2 separate regions of the Mus musculus genome follow, and region 1 is linked to region 2. Evidence: chromatin contacts called from public promoter capture Hi-C data. All regions are on one chromosome and are shown on one strand. The core of a region is the stretch at or near the end of the contact, and the rest is flanking DNA. Distances in the headings are between cores, read along the strand shown. Region 1 holds the start of D1Pas1 (DNA segment, Chr 1, Pasteur Institute 1). Region 2 has its middle 84 kb from the start of Rrp15.

What was found. Promoter capture Hi-C pulls out the DNA fragments that hold promoters and counts their contacts.
Region 1: a promoter capture Hi-C map of trophoblast stem cells shows a contact between it and region 2, with 4 times the contacts expected there. The contact joins the promoter of D1Pas1 here to the enhancer-like site in region 2. A contact is called at or near these places in 14 of 39 promoter capture datasets (the HPC-7 cell line, cranial neural crest, embryonic stem cells and 4 more), 4 of 15 datasets of contacts at CTCF or cohesin (embryonic stem cells, liver and stem cell-derived epiblast-like cells), 89 of 484 Hi-C or Micro-C datasets (the AML12 cell line, the C2C12 cell line, the CH12 cell line and 26 more), 17 of 115 datasets of contacts at active chromatin or transcription factors (a beta-TC-6 cell line, embryonic stem cells, epiblast stem cells and 2 more) and 2 of 9 other capture datasets (embryonic stem cells and pancreatic islet).

The regions. Positions count from the first base shown.
Region 1 is chr1:186,965,974-186,970,736 of GRCm38.p6, reverse strand. D1Pas1 (DNA segment, Chr 1, Pasteur Institute 1) reads right to left here and starts at 3,321. Exons shown (of 1, transcript NM_033077.3): 1 at 110-3,321. The coding sequence starts at 2,861. The coding sequence ends at 879.
Region 2 is chr1:186,831,044-186,835,866 of GRCm38.p6, reverse strand. No RefSeq gene overlaps it. Among named protein-coding and RNA genes, the nearest start is that of Rrp15, 84 kb to the right of the region's middle. Within about 2 kb of position 1,331, at least 48 of the 459 cell types and tissues checked have an H3K27ac peak or open chromatin away from gene starts, as enhancers often do. A contact at or near this core is called in the AML12 cell line, differentiating embryonic stem cells, epiblasts and 2 more, where this site is marked.

The DNA.
Region 1 (4,763 bases), core at 2,072-4,571, 130 kb before region 2:
TCCGTGGCTATCTTCACACTCCCCATCATAAGAAAAAGTAATTCTCTACTCACTATCCATGGTTTTTCAAAACCTGCTTGCATTAAAGAATATAGACCATTTCTTCTATGGTTTCCTGATACCATTTATTTGGAGCCATTCAGATCCTCTACATCACAGTACTAAGCATGAATACTGACTAGTGACTCCCAAGGCTGCCACTACATTTCATTGAGGATGACTACTAACAAAGGATTATTTAAAGTACACAGGAAAATAAAAATGCCATTGCATTTCCTGGCCGTGCTAAGTTTAGCAACTAGAACTGTACACTTAAACAGATATTTCAACCATAACTACTCTTGAACCCCTGGGCTGTTATTTATGTATTCCCAAATGCCATCCTTCATCCTGGGCTTCACCCCTGCCTTCCTTAGAGTACCTAAGGTGTACTTAAGGACAGTCCCATTCCCATAACAAATACCTGTCCCTTTGTTTTCTTAGCCCAAGTTCAGAAAATTTATTTTGCTAAAACAATTTGATATCTTAAGCATTACTGAGCCAACGGGACATCAGAATAAAAGTTGTCTAAAGTAAAGGTACAGCACATTAACAAACAAATGATCCTTAGTCATGAAGTTATAAATGCAGAGTAGGATGGGGGTAAGAGGAGAGTTAATCCAAACTACAACAATCAAGTCTTTAAACCACCTTCTGAATGGGTCTTCTGGATTGTTCCTTTCTTCTTGTCACTTTAAGCTCCCTTAAAAAGTATTCAATGGGGAATCACAGGAGGCACTGTTCTGTGGTTTCTTGAAGCTATATCAGGTATAGTCTGGCTACATTACATGTAGTGTTTTCTGTATTTGTTTGGTAGAGTGGCCTATGGCAAAGCAGGCTCAGTTACCCCACCAGTCAACCCCCTGGGAGCTATAATTTCCTCCATATCCATCACTGTTGTAAAAGCCTCCATAGCTACCTCCACCAAACCCTCTGCTGCTGCCATGGCTGCCTCCACCGCTGCGACTGTTGCTAGCACGGCCACTGCTGAAGCTGGAACTGCTGGCACCGCTACTTTGTCGATAGTCTCTAGCACCAAATCCTCCACTAAATCTGCTCTTGGACCGTCCACGACTGCCACCCTTGTAATGGTGTTCAAAAGCCATGTTTTCTAGCCAAGATGGCACTTCTTGTTTTGCTTCAACAAGAAGATCCAATAAATCTTTGGTAATATTTATGTTCCTCTCGTTGAAGAATGAGGTGGCAAGGCCAAGGTTTCCAACACGACCTGTACGGCCAATGCGATGCACATATTCTTCGATGTCACTAGGCAAGTCGAAATTGATGACATGTTTCACATTGGAAATATCCAGTCCTCTTGCAGCTACTGCTGTAGCCACGAGAATTGGGCTTTTTCCTGATCGGAATTGGTGAAGGGCCTCTTCCCTATCTCGCTGAGATCGGTCTCCATGGATACTGGTACAAGCATATCCTTCGTGGTATAAGAAGTCCTCCAGAGAATCTGCACCCTTTTTGGTTTCCACAAACACCAATATCAGGGAATCCTTGCCCGTTGCATTCAGGAGGTCAAGCAGAAATGACCGCTTGTCTGCTTCTTCCACCCACACGACTTTCTGTGTGATGTTCTCAGAAGTAGACCCAACTCTTCCTACGGCCAGAAAGATATATTCATCCAAGAAATCCCGAGCCAGCATCTGTATTTCCTTAGGAAAGGTAGCACTAAACATCATAGTGTGGCGGACACCTTTTGGAGGCATGGTGTCTTGCTCAACTATTCTTCGTATCTGAGGCTCAAAGCCCATGTCCAACATTCGATCTGCTTCATCTAACACCAAGTATTTGCAGAAGTCCAGTCCAATCTTTCCTCTCTCCATCATATCTACTAGCCGTCCTGGAGTAGCTACTAACAAGTGACAGCCACGTTCCAAGTCTCGAATCTGCTGCCCAATATCAGCTCCACCATAAACCACACAAGGACGAACTCGAGAGCGGTATGAGAATTTCCTGGCCTCCTCATAGATCTGCACGGCCAATTCTCTGGTCGGAGCCAAGACCAAGGAGATTGGATACTGTTTGCGACGCCCATACTTTCCATTCTCCTTCATGGCCCTCAAAGCCTCACCTGGACCATCCGTATAGATCTGACTCAAGATAGGTAGAAGAAAAGCTGCTGTTTTTCCAGACCCCGTTTGGGCACAAGCCATCAAGTCTCTTTTCTCCTTGATAATAGGAATAGCATGCTTTTGCACAGGAGTTGGGCGTGTGTAACGAGTGAGCTCGATGTTTCCCATAATAATCTCTCCCATCTCGACATCGCTGAAACTTTCAATATGTGGAGGGCAGTTATTCCCTGTCGCCTCAACCGGGATGTCATCATATTTCTCAAAGTTAATCCCAGTGTTGCCTCCGGAAAAGAGTTCCTGTTCCAAGCGTTCGCTTGGTGGGAGCGGTTTCGACCAGTCATCCTCGTCTGCTTTGTCACACCAGCGACTGTTCCCGCCCCGCTCAAATTTGCCAAAGCCACTTCTACCTCCCCGGCTGCCAACACTCTCGTAGTCACTCCGCCCGCGCTCGTCAAACCTTCCCCTGGAGCCGCTTCCGCCGCGGTCACTGAAGAAACTGGACTTGGCTCTCGTGTCGCTGCGGGACCCGAAGCTGCTGTAGGCATCCTTGTCTTTACTCCACCGTGAGCCGTCTTTGTCGTAGAACGCCTTCGCGGCCTCCCGGTTCCGCAGGTGAGGGGGGATGTAGCGCCCTTTGCTGGCTGTGCTGCCCCCGCTCTGGCTGTCCCGAGACGTCAGGTCTAGGCCAGCCAACTGCTGGTCCAGCCCGAGCTCATCTTCCTCTGCCACATGACTCATCCCTGAAGAGTACGGAGAACTCTGGGGCTTGCCTCTGCTGAGCTATGGTTTCACCTCAGAGGTCCTCTGTGGGGTGAACGGCGCGTCCGTCCGTCCGTCTGTCCGTCCAGTGGCCGACCTGATTCCCCCAAAGCCCGCTCTGCCAGCGCCGCGGGCCTCCCGTCCCTCTCACGGCCTCTCTCCAAGCTAACGCTATGGCTTCTGCCCGCCGCAGCTCCTGCGCGCCGATTTCTAATCTCGCGAGACTTCCTGGTCAGGCCTAGCGCGCCATCGCCCGCGATGCGGTCACAGGGCCCGCCGCCCTGTCAGACTTACAGCGGCGGAACAGCACTCGGTTGAGTTCATAATGGAGTTAGATGTACACGGCAGCCCGGAGCCCCCGGAACGTCGATCAACCCGACCGCTGTCCTGTTTGGCTTGAACTTCACCTTCCCTCTAATCCGCGATTTCCTCCGTGCGTGCCTTGGAAGTCCTCAAGATCTCGCGAGAACTCTGCCCTCTAGCAGTGAGGCCTTGAAAGTTCCTGCAGGCCTCTTGGCTCTCCGCTGCTCACTATGGCGTTTGTTTTTTGTTGTGTTTTGGGGTTTGTCCTTCTGTCCTCTCCCGCGCTCCACCTTTTCCTGTCGTTTCCAAGCTGTGGGGGTTCTCCGGTTTAATTAGCTCTTGCTTTCTCCGAGGGCAGCCTTTCTGGAACCGGAGTTAGGCGGAAAGAGGCCCAAAACCAAGAGGGCAGCGGGTCACGTGGCCACAGGTGTCCCGTGGAGTGGCCATTTTGTGCAGTAGGAAACGGTTGCTTGAATACAGTGTTCGGAATGGGGGGCGGGGTAGGGGGAAGGGGCGGTTGGTGGCCAGGGTGGGGTCGGGGAGGTAAAGGGGAGTGGAGAATGTGTTTCCCTTAAGACCAAGTAAGGACAGAAAGCTCGAACCTGTTGACCAGGTGGAGGGGGCCACCCCACAATTGCCCAGACCCCGCTTGGAGGCCATGGAAAGGGCACTGATGACTGGTGGTAGCACTGGTTTCACAGAGTAAACGACACACGGAAACCAGCTGCCTTGCATCTCCTAGTGCCGGGTATTCAGAGCCCTTAACTCCACAGATCAAACCTGAGTGGAATTCACCCCAGATCCGCGACTTGACATGGACCCTGCTCCTGTAGCCAGCTCTTCTTCTCCCTGGTGTGCAGGTTGAGGGCTGCTGGAGGGGCTCCTGCTCTGCATAAACACCTTGGCCATCTTGCTTAGTATGGGCAAGGAGAGAGGGCTTGGGTGATTTGGGCCAAATAGTGTTTAAAGATGTGGCTTTGACCGTGGGTTCCCTTGGAAGTCTAAGGGATGGTGCGAAATGTGTGCTACTCGTTTTTGTGCAAGATATTTGTAATCTGGAAAGATGACTCGGCACTTAAGAGCACTGGCTGCTCTTGCAGAGGAGGGGACTTGGTTTCCCAGCACCCATATCTGGTGGCTCACAACTGCTGTTAACGTTAGTTCCAGGGGAATTTGATGCCCCCTTCTGGCACCCCAGCAGTCACATATAAAACCGCAAGCACATACATAGACACATAAAATTTTAAAGGGGTTTAATAACTGCAACAGAAAAGATCTTTACTGGTTTATTTCATAATAGATGTTGTACATCCTGCTTCTGCCATATATAAATGTTAATTGAAAATAGGGCTTGTCTCTCTCTCTCTCTCAGAAGCTTTAGAATCTAGGCAAAAATGACTGACCAATATGACACTATATATTGAATATGATGTATGGAGTACAGAAGAGAGTGGATGAAGGATGTTTGTTTTCATGGGTTCTTTTAGGATCTTTAACCCCACAATGGACAGCTGAAAAACGAAGTCAGTATACCCAGGAGAGCAGAGATCAGAAACTTAGACAAAAAGGTGATTCCTT
Region 2 (4,823 bases), core at 82-2,581:
TTCTCAGGACTGGTTTGAGAATTTTCAGAACTTGGACACGGGAGGGGGCAAAGAGGGATTTTAAAGAGAAATAATAATGTATTTTCATTACCAAGACATAATACAAAAGAGAAATTAGGCAGTAAGATGCCCTGGCCACTCAGGTGTGCGAGAGCATCCACGCAGCAAGACTGGATATTATTAAGCTGTAATTTAGTTTAGATAAGTAGAAGATGCTGTCGTGGTCGTTCTTCGGGAAATGTCTCACTCACCCAGCCACAATACATTCTTTTTTTATGATCTCATGGAAGAAAAAAAGAACAAAAGGTCGAAGGCCAGCTTTTGTCCAAGAAGACTATGAATTCTAAATTTAAGAAAGAAAAAAAAATCCATATACACACATCCCTGTTGTTCTTTTCCAAACCTTTGATTTAATTATGACAAATTGGATGATTAAATGGTTTAACTTATTGCCATGATCTGCTTTTGAAGAAGTTGCAATTGTAACATGGACAGTTTAAATAATTTTCTGCTAATTCAACCACTTACTGAAGATATTTATGGTGAAATACACTGTGACGTGTCTTTTAGATAGCAATCAATATTTTCTTTGATTTGGTCATTTGGCACAGAACCCTGCTTTCTACTGCAAAAGAGTAAAAAATTTCACAGCAGATTTTATTGGGTATGTGGTTTATATACTTTGAGCTTAGGTTTCAAAGATGACTAAATATTTTTTAAAAAATATTAGTATCAGCGGTTTGGACATTTCAGATCAAACCAAACTAAAACAGGACACACTCACAGAGGCTCATCACTGAGATGGGGTTCGGCGAGCACAATAACAAAATATCTAAATGTGTAATCTCACTTTCGTGGGTTAGAATTTGCTTTTTTTTTAAAAAAAATTATTATTATTATTATTATTATTATTTTATTATTATTATTTTGAACTGTCCGAGGGTTCACAGAGGACATTCAGACATGCTCAGAGAAAAAAAACGAGTGGAAGAGGTTGTGGTTGCCTTTTTATTTTTCCTGGGCAGTATTATTTCTTTCCACTGTCCTCCAATGTAAACAAATGAAAACAGGCAAGATAAGATGAGTCCTGCTGCATGCCGGTGGCTTCTTCCTTGGCAGTCGGGTTCAGGGTAATGCGTATGCAAACAGGCTTCTCGGTTTTTTCATTGTTTGCCTGCGGAAGACCCACGCTCCCCACGCTTTTGTTGACGGTCTCCAAGAAAGTTGGGTGGTTCTGCAGAGATCAAGGCAGCTGATGAAGAAGGGGGAGGGGGCGCGCTAGCTCTGGACGCTCACGGATCCATCATGACTAAGAGACTGGGGGCTTGGCAGTGAACAGCCAGCTGCCAGCAAGTCTGTTCTTAGGCAACAGTTCTTCCACCCAGAGCTGCGGTGCCTGCATGTGCGTGACTCTCCGCCACAAGCATTTTGGCTTATCAAGGGGCTACCCGCTGACCGCAAGGGGTCAGAAATAGGGGAGCCCAGTGGGGCCCGGTTGCTTCTGCTGGTCCTGGGAGCACTAGGTGGCTGCCTGCCCGCCTCTTTCTCTGGATGAGCCAGAGCGCGGATCACAGGACTGCCACTTCCACCCAAGGCGCGAAGTTCCCGCCTGCCCAAACTGGGGTCACCTAACAGTCGAGGAACACTTGCAGGCGGGGTCCGGAGGTGCCAGGACGCACCCCGGTGAGCGGGAGCAGTTATCCCCAAGACCCGGATCTGAGACTAGTTCCGTTTTTTCCTTTGGGGTGACTAGTCATCTGCACGAGTATACATCTTACCCACACTCGCGCACTCCTGCGGGGACAGAGGAGATGCCAAGGCCTGGGGACAACAGTTTGGGTGGCCAGGGCCCAAGTCACTCAGATGCGTCCTGTGCGGGCATAGCACCTCGTCTTTCCGCGTCCCTCCTCTGCACCCCACGTCCTGTTCACGAACAAGAGGTCCCTTTCTTGCAGAATTAAAACACCAATCACTCGGCTCAGGGAAATTTCTACTTTGTGGTGCTAATCAGCTAGGAAGGAAGGCCAGAAAAAACAAAAGACTTAACCAGAATGAAGCCACTTCTCCCCAGCGGTGAACTTGGCCATGGGGGCGTGAGGCTGCACCAGCAGCAGACAAGGGGGAGGTGGGCCTGGGAAGAAGAAAGGCAACATCTGGGGACTGGACCATATGCCCAAGCTTTGTCTCGTCCTTCTAAGTTCCAGTGCCCTTGAAGTGATTTTGTAGGCGGCCCACGGGTGACAGGGAGGGTTCTCAGCCGGGGAGGGGAGGTGCGGGCGGGGCGCGAGCAGTGGAGGAGGCCGGGAGCAAAGTGACCCTGCAGCCCCGGAAGACATCAGCATCCGAGGAGGTGCTCTGCCAGAGATGGGGAAGCCAGACCGGCTTTGAGGGAGAGCACGGGAAGCGGCTGCAGCAGGGACCACAGAAAGGAAGGCCTTGGTGAAAAACAGAACGGAGAATGGAAGGCAGGAAACACGGGGAGAGGCAGGCGTGGAGGACAGCAGTCCAAGTGTAAGGAAGGGTACGGCTGCCTCCTTTTAGAAAAAGAGACTCCCCCATCCCCGTTTCTTTCTTTTTTTGCCCGCCAACCGCTGAACTGATTAGACTATAATTAAGGCCATAAAGCCCTCAGATTATACACCTGTTTATTCACTAAAGTCGGGGTCTCATCAAGCAAATTAGCTGTTTCCAGGCTACACAGTGGGCCTGAGCTTGCCTGATTAATGAAGTTTATTGGGAGCTGTTAAAGGCATTAACTGAAGAAAATCTCAGCAATTCGTCATATTTAAGGGTTGGAAATTAAATCTTGCTATGCAAATGAGAAAAAATTTAAACCATCTTTAGGGGTGACTATCCACATATTTTTCTTTAGAATTCTGTTCAAGAGATGGGCATTTAAAATGAAGCTTATTCGACTTGAAAGTTATAAAAATGTGATGGAAGTGAGGAAGAAAATACACAGGTCCCAAAACATGCTTAGAGTTTTTTTGAAACAATTTTTGTTTGTTGACAGAGTGTAAAGAAACCATTTTTAACACACAGTGTATTCACCAGAAAGCACCCGGTTTTAAAGATTAAAGTGAATGTTTGCAGGTACAGAAGGTGATTTTGAAGTTGTCCTTCAAAGTGTTCAGTGTCTGATGCTCTCTCTCTCTCTCTCTCTCTGTGTGTGTGTGTGTGTGTGTGTGTGTGGAGAGAGAGAGAGACAGAGAGAGGCAGGGACAGACAGAGAGACAGAGAGAGAGATGGTAGATGTCTTAAATAAGCAATTAAAATAACAATGTCAGAGTGGACTGTCATAGTTAACACCCCTAAATAAATTAACATTCTTGGAAACCGATCATAAAAATGTTTCTGGGCCAGGATTGGTAATTTAACCATGTTGATTCTTTGGTCAGGTAAGGAGGGGAGGTGGAGAAAATAAAAGAGAATGGGACACTTCAGCTACAGAAGGGGACTGGAGGGCAGGGAGAAGCCAACCCAGAACTAGGAGAGTGTGTATTTATCCCGGGTGCTGCTTGGTGACATCGCTGCCCACACATTCATTAATGATTCACACATAGGAATAATGGGAGCCTGGATCTCAGGATCTTGGTAATTCCTGGCAAGAGAAAAAAATGTCCTACAAGGCTATCATGCATCTATGTGTATTCTGTTTCATCGAATGAAAGTAAACCTGTGTAATGAAAGATATATTTTTCATTACTCAATGGTAAGCTTATTGTCATGCAAAACTTGAAAGATGTAGCGGTGATTTGTTCTTGCATGCCTCCTAAAGATACCCTATACACAGGCATGGCTCGAAATGTCTGTTTGGTTGAAATATTATTCTGTTTGTTTAAGGACCTTTGTAAGATTTATAATTTCAGAAAGTACATAAAGTAGTGGAGTTTATTAGGTCTAACCTCTAAGTGTCAAAAGGGACAGACGGAGCTAATAGAAAAGAAAAGATTTCTAAGAAACCGATCTGATCGTATCATCTCCTGGTATCACTTAGATTTTAAGTGTCTGACAGGTTTTTATGATGATCCTCACCAATGCTGTCATCCAAAATTGATTTTAGAGTTAATTTTTTCTTTTAAAGCTGTCAACCACAGAGATTCACTAATTTGTCCTGTCTTAATGAAGTCACATTTGACTAAGAGAAAGAAAGAGCAATAATTTAGTTTTTTTTTTAAATATTTGAAATATTTCTCATGTGTGCACCTCTCCCCTTTGGTAGATATAATACAGCTATGTGAAAACATAAGAAAATATAAATTCTAAGTCTACAGAACTCAGTGTCAGCACCACAAACATAGATAGCCTTAAAATTAACTCTTTGTTTGTCTCAGTGTTTAACAGATGTCTAAATTATTTACTATATACTAAAAACTGCAGTGCATTCTAAATTTGAACTGAAAAAAGACACTTTGTTTTTATGAACACAATGCTTTATACTGACTCATAAAACAATTCTGTTGTAACAAATAGCTATAAACTAAACGCTTATCTATTGTAAATAAAATTGTCATTTAAAAATCAGTTTTGGTTAATGATCACTGTCCTTTGGGCTATTTATAATATGTTCAACAGCAATATTCTAAATATTAATGGATCAATTCAGTAAACAAACATATGTAAATTTTATTCATTTTGTCCAAACAAATACATTTTTAAAAAGATTTCTCCCTAGTTTTGAAGCAGCTTGAGGAAACCGGTCATCCTACGCTCGAGCATGCTCATTCTGCAGGACTTGGGTGTGCTTTGAGTATTTCAGTTAAGCGTGTAAATGAAAGGTGAGAGACAGTTTTTTTTTCCTGAGGATGGTTTAAAATATATTC